2 separate regions of the Sus scrofa genome follow, and region 1 is linked to region 2. Evidence: chromatin contacts called from public Hi-C data. All regions are on one chromosome and are shown on one strand. The core of a region is the stretch at or near the end of the contact, and the rest is flanking DNA. Distances in the headings are between cores, read along the strand shown.

What was found. A called contact is a pair of places that touch in the nucleus more often than the background predicts.
Region 1: a contact with region 2 is called in a Hi-C map of alveolar macrophages, with 4 times the contacts expected there. The contact joins two enhancer-like sites. A contact is called at or near these places in 4 of 5 promoter capture datasets (fetal liver, fetal skeletal muscle, liver and 1 more), 33 of 47 Hi-C or Micro-C datasets (adipose tissue, alveolar macrophages, blood and 17 more) and 2 of 2 datasets of contacts at active chromatin or transcription factors (alveolar macrophages and skeletal muscle).

Annotation. Positions count from the first base shown.
Region 1 is chr11:68,361,359-68,364,620 of Sscrofa11.1, reverse strand. All of the region lies in intron 1 of LOC110255850 (a long non-coding RNA gene), which reads right to left. Among named protein-coding and RNA genes, the nearest start is that of TM9SF2, 45 kb to the left of the region's middle. Within about 2 kb of position 1,625, at least 17 of the 83 cell types and tissues checked have an H3K27ac peak or open chromatin away from gene starts, as enhancers often do. A contact at or near this core is called in adipose tissue, alveolar macrophages and omental adipose tissue, where this site is marked.
Region 2 is chr11:68,211,917-68,214,934 of Sscrofa11.1, reverse strand. The region is part of intron 5 of UBAC2 (ubiquitin-associated domain-containing protein 2); the gene reads right to left. Among named protein-coding and RNA genes, the nearest start is that of GPR18, 22 kb to the right of the region's middle. Within about 2 kb of position 1,299, at least 16 of the 83 cell types and tissues checked have an H3K27ac peak or open chromatin away from gene starts, as enhancers often do. A contact at or near this core is called in adipose tissue, alveolar macrophages and omental adipose tissue, where this site is marked.

The DNA of each region.
Region 1 (3,262 bases), core at 376-2,875, 150 kb before region 2:
GTGGGGTTTTCCTCGTCTCGTTCCCCCTCCCCCATCCTTTACACCTGCCTCCCGGGATCAGATCCCATCAGCCGGATTAACCGCAGCACACAGCCTCTGTCTCAGCTCCGCCCTGGGGGGACTCTGCCTAAGGCCAGTCTGCACCTCCAAGGCTCGGATTCAAAGGAAATCCAGGAAAAGCCTTACGGAATTAAAAAAAAAAAGAGATTAAAGGGCCAGCCAGTCAGGAAGGGTCCTGTGAGCTCTATCAGACCAACCGCTTTCTTATAAATGTGTTTCTCACACTGGCAGAGTTGATGGAGGAGGCAGTGCCTTGCCCACATACCCTTGGGCACTAAATTTGGCTATGTTTTCATTTCAGTGATTATCTTAAAAAAAAAAAATAGGTTTATTCTGGACCAAGGGAATGGCCCTTTCCAGGGAAGCCTGTGCAGGGGGCCTTTGTGACATCTGAGTGTCTGTGGTGGCTGTGGTTACAGGGCTTTGCATTTTTGTAGTTGTTTTTTGGCTGTGCCCATGGCATGTGGAAATTCCTGGCCAGGGATCGAAGCCGAGCCACAGCTGTAACTAGAACCACAGCAGTGAAAGCCTTCACCTTAAGCTGCTGAGCCACGAGGGTCCTCCTGCAGGGTTTCACTTTTAACTCAGCTTCTCAGAGAAGTCTCAGTTTTTTGGTTCACAAGAAAGGATTTCTTTACTTATTGTCTCTTTAGGGCTGCACCTGTGGCATACCCTGGACGTTCCCAGGCTAGGGGCGCAATCAGAGCTGCAGCCGCCGGCCTACACCACAGCCCCAGCAACGTCAGATCCGAGCCGTGTCTGCGACCTACACCACAGCCCCAGCAACGTCAGATCCGAGCCGTGTCTGCGACCTACACCACAGCTCCCAGCAACGTCGGATCCGAGCCGTGTCTGCGACCTACACCACAGCTCCCGGCAACGTCGGATCCTTACCCCACTGAGCGAGGCCGGGGATCAAACACGAGTCCTCATGGACACGGTCGGGTTCGTTACCGCTGAGACACGACGGGAACTCCAGGACTTTCTTTTACAGGGGTCCTCTTCTAACTCAGATTTGAGAAACACCACTCTAACCAGCTGTGGTGGGACTGGGCGAAGTGGGTAAGTGGTTAAGGTCTCAGGTGATGTCCTAGACCCATTTCGTAAGAGTTGTGTGACTCTGGACAAGTTACTCAGAGTCTCTGAGCTGTTGCCTCCTGCCCTATAAATGGCAGTGCTGACACCCATTACACTACAAGGTTGCTGTAAATCTTTGATGAATTAAGCATGTGAAGTGCTCACTTAGCACAGTGCCAGGATGTATGGCCACTAGTGTCCTCATGAATAGTAACATTCAACCAGTAGAAAATGTAGTGGTAACAATACCACTACTACTACTACTAACAATAACAATAATAATAGATGGGGGAAAAATATAATTGTAATGTATACATGTAAGGATAACCTGACCCCCTTGCTGTATAGTGGGAAAAATATATAAAAAAATAATAATAATAGAGAGAACTCACATTCAAACAAGGAAACCTGTTCGGTGCCACAGACCAATCACCCGGTCGTGCTCCGTTTCCACCACAAGGGGGCAGAGGCGTGAGTTCAAGGCGACTGAGAAAGAGGGGGACTCTGCTTTCACTTAGGCAGCACTTTCGAATCACCACTCTCCTGGGTGTCATAATAGGTCTGAACTCCTGGGGCCTCGTTTTGTTCACGCTGGATCTGGATTCTAAAGGTGCAACTCTCATCCAAAAAAATCACAACAATAATAGCTGTAACCTACTGCCTACCTGCAGGGAATGGAGTCCAGGCGAGAGAGAGAGAGAGAGAGAGAGAGAGAGAGAGGGAAAACAGCATGGAACTTCCTTAAATAACTGAAAATAGTGTTACCATGTGATCCTGCAGTCCCACCCCTAAATCAAAAAGATTCATACGCCCCAGTGTTTATAACAGTACTAATCGCTGGCCCAGACATGGGAACAACTCAAGAGCCATTCAACAGATGACTGGCTTAAGAAGATGTGGTACATATATACGACTATTGCTCAGCCATAAACAGAGTGCAGTATTGCCATTTGCAGCAACATGGATGGACCTAGAGAACAGCATACTTAGGGAATAAGTCAGACAAAGACAAATGTATGATGATATCACTTATACGTGGAACCTTAAAAAATACAAATGAATCTGTATACAAAACAGAAATAGACTCACAGACATAGAACACAACTTACGGCTGCTAAAGGGAAGAGGGAGAAGGAGAGGGACGAATGAGGAGGATGGGATTAACAGATACCAATGACTCTACGTCCACTAGGTAAGCAACAGGGATTGACAGGCTAGCACAGGGCATGCAAGAACCTACAGTGGAATAGAATCTGAAGAAGAAACACACAGCACTGAATCACTTTGCCGTATACCTGAAACTAACACAATATCGTAAATCAACTGTCCTTCAATTTCAGACGTTTCCCACCAAGCCAAGCTTCGATGATGTGAGCATCACCCACCAAAGCCATGGTTCTTTTCTCACTTCTGGTGTGAAATTGTGGCCCCTGCCCCAAATCAGAAGGGATGCAGGACAGCTCTGCTGGAATCCACACCTGTCTCACACCTGAGCCGAAATGCTCTTTGCATTATTTCCTACAGATCCTTTGGATCGGATTGATTTGCCCAGCCCCGTAGGCCTCCTGGCTGGGTGCCCTGGTTGACTGTCACCCCTGAGAGGTGCAGGGGTGCTGGCACCAACAGCCTGCCCTCTGCTTTCCTCTGTGAAACCTGATCTGGGGAAAGGACCAGCTCACGGGCCCTGCCGCTAGTTTCTCCTCCACTGGAATAAAGCCCAAATTACTGTGTTTCTTCATCTAAACAACGGCACAGAAAAAGATGCCAAGAAACCCAGAGAAATTCTTATCTCTGAATCATCTGCCTAACTTAAAACGTACTCAGCACAAGCTGCCACGCTGGAAATATGCTGGCAGCTTTCTCAGTTGTGTTTTTGATACAGGAGTGGATTTTACTTCCTCAAGGCAAGAGCGTGAGATGGGTTTCGGTCTATACAGATAGTTCAGCTGTTGGGAGTCAAAGATCATTCCGCCACAGGTAAGGGCTTGTCTCTGTGGCCTTAGATGCCGAAGGGTTTCTCTGCAATGTTCTGGGGCAAAGGTTCAGGCAGCTGAGTAACAGAGACTTGGCTACAAACACGCGTAGAAAAAACACCGCAGGGAAAGACCGCAAAACATTAACAATG
Region 2 (3,018 bases), core at 50-2,549:
CATTAAATATCTATGATTGATTCTTTAATATAGGTCTAAATAACCAAGTTAATCCACCAAATAACTACGGCGGTACCATAATACTTGTTTCTTAGCCTCTTGAATCAATTGTACCCAGTTCTAGAAAGTTTTACCCTTTGCAATGCCAAGAGGCAGGATCAGATCCATGTCAAAAATAGAATCTGATCATCAAGAACAACAGGAAGGTCCCTTTATGATAAGACCGGCAGGAAATTTATCCTGTTGGTAGCTGTGTATCTGCAGAAATTCGAAGAACAATAAATTCCAGTAGACAGATCCTAAGACAGAGTGTGTGTGTGCATGTGCGTGTACACACACGCGCTGTCGCCGGCTCCTTTCATCACCAGCTCTCCAGCAGATCACAGGGAGTAGAATGCAGGTACCTAAAACACAGCCTGCAAAGAAACAGAGGAGCAGCCCTGAAGAGATCATGGCTCACAGTTGCCGGGACTGGGTGAGGGGCTGGGATGAGATAAAACTGACTGCAGCGCTCAAAGTCCAGGAAATAGGCTCATGGAAGTTAAGACAAAATAGAACTGTGATTACAAAGTCTATCTCACTTTGTGTAAAAGAACACTGTTGGAGGATGATATACACACAACGACTTTACTGAGATTTCCGAACGCTTATAGAGGTAACCTGATATAATAACAGATGGAGAAAAAAATCATTTGATTTCACTATTTTAAGTGTTCTTAAAACACACACACTTTAAAAACCACAACATTGCCAGTTAAAGAAGGTGGATTTAGCACACGTACTTCCCTCCCTGTTTCTCTCCTAAAGCCTCATAAGAATGGCATTAAAAGATTTTTTTAAAGGCATAAACCCACAAAGAGTTAACGACCTTAAAATTTTTTCCAGCTGGAAAACATGAGTAGAGTGATAACTAACCTGAAAACCTGAGAAAAGGAAATGCTAAACCAGCAATGGTCAAATCTGAGACACAAACGGAGTAACCCTGGAGCTTCCTAAGGGCGGCAGGATTAGCAGCTCCACATTTTCCCAGATCTGCTGAGAGGTGGGAGGTGGGTGGGAGCACTGACCCCTCCCAGCCCTCTGCCCACCTGCTGACTCTCTGGCGGGGAGGGGGCGGTAATTATCTAGAAAAGGCAACAGGAGGGGCCTGGACTGGGGGACTCCTTTGCATGGCCAAGCATGCAAATGCAAGACTAGAACTCAAAGTTTACATACTAAATGTGCAGACTCCCAGACCTACAGCCCAGGCTGCAGACTGGAGAACAGGCCCTGGGGAATGCGACAGTTCCTGAGGGAAGAAGGGGGCGTATGTTTTAGATCCTGATCCTGGGGGTTCACTGAGAACAGCCCAGGGAGGGGACTCTACCATGAAGCCTGTGAGGGGCATTCGGGCCTTGGCACCCAAGCCATTTCCTCAACCAGCTTTTTCAAAAACTGGGCCTGTTACATATAAACAGCCAAAGGCTCAAAGGCGCTTAAGGAAAGCCCCTAACATCAAAAGCAGAAAACAAGGAGGGAAAAAAGGAACTCAGAAGAAACAGACATCGTGCAGGCAAATGAAAACCTTGAGGTGGGGTGGAGGGTTATCCTTAACCTCACGAGAGGAGAAAAAGACTGCAGCCATGAGACCCAGACAGGGCGCCCGCGAGAACAGACACTCAGAAAATACGAAGGAACTCCTGGAAACTGAAACTAAGACAGCACACATATTTAAAAGGAACTCAAGAGAGGAAAAGGTACCTAATGTCATTAGCCGTCAAGGAAATACAAAGTACAAGCCCACTCATCTGTCCCTGCCCATCCACTAGAAGGACTAAAATGAAAAGAGCTGCTAGGTCTTGGACCGGCCGCGCTGGGGGCAGGCAGCTTCGTGCGGGGGAGCAGAGGCTTCCTGCTGACAGCCCTGTGACTGGGAAGTTTGGGGAGAGGGTCTTCCAGGCAAGGCAGGCCTTCAGGTGACCATTCTGACTGCAACCCCACGAGAGACTCAGGGCCAGGGCCACCCGGCTAAGCTGCTCCCAGATTCCTGACCCACAGGAAAACTGGCCAAAGGTACGTACACCTTCCGACTCAGCTTTCAGCTCCCAGGTACACCCAACAGAAACGCAGACGTCCACCTCACAAAAGACAAGTTCAAGGATGTTCACGGCAACAGTCCTGACAACCATCCCAAACCAGAAACCAGCCCAATGTCCATCAACAGTAGCAATTCACACGAGACACCACACGATGATAAATAAAGCGGGAACCACCGCCACGGGCAGCAATGTAAACATGATGTTGAGAGAATGACACCAGAGACAGAAGTCCCCATCTGCATTTACATAGAGGTCAAAGCCAGACAAAACTACACCAGGGTTCAAGTCAGGACAGACTCTGGGGAGGAAGCATGCCTGGGAGGCAGCACAAGTGGGTCTTTTAGGATGAAGTGACGCTCTGTTCCTTCATCTGGACAGTGTTTAAAAGGGGGTCACTCCGTAAAAATTCCAGGAGCTCCAGACTTAGATATGGACACTTTTCCATGTACACGTTGTACTTCAGTAAACGTTTATTTTAAAATAATAATTACAATAGGAAGACAGAGTTCAAGATGTCCCCTGGCAAGGAGAGTAAAAATACGAAAAGAAAGAAAAGAGAAGGAAAAAAAGATTAAAGTAGTCCTGTCCAAGAGGCTGAACACCCAGACGGTAGGATTTTTCAGAAAGAGAGAACCAAGAAAATGGAAGAGAAATGATAAAAATAAATCAGGAAAAATTCAAGAAGAGAAACGTGGGAGTTCCCTGATGGACAGTGGCCACCAGGTGGACAACCAAAAGAGATGAAAGCAGAACTGCCTCAAAGCACCTCATCACAAACGGCCACAAAGGAGGAATGAGCAGATCTCCGGGCAACCTGTCAACTCGGCAGTTCTGGTGACAGCACTCCCTCAGCTATTTCTTCCTCCATGCCCCCACCCACCCCCGCCCCATACACATTTCCATGTAAAAACTACTTCTTCTCAGCACTGTTTATTTCAGA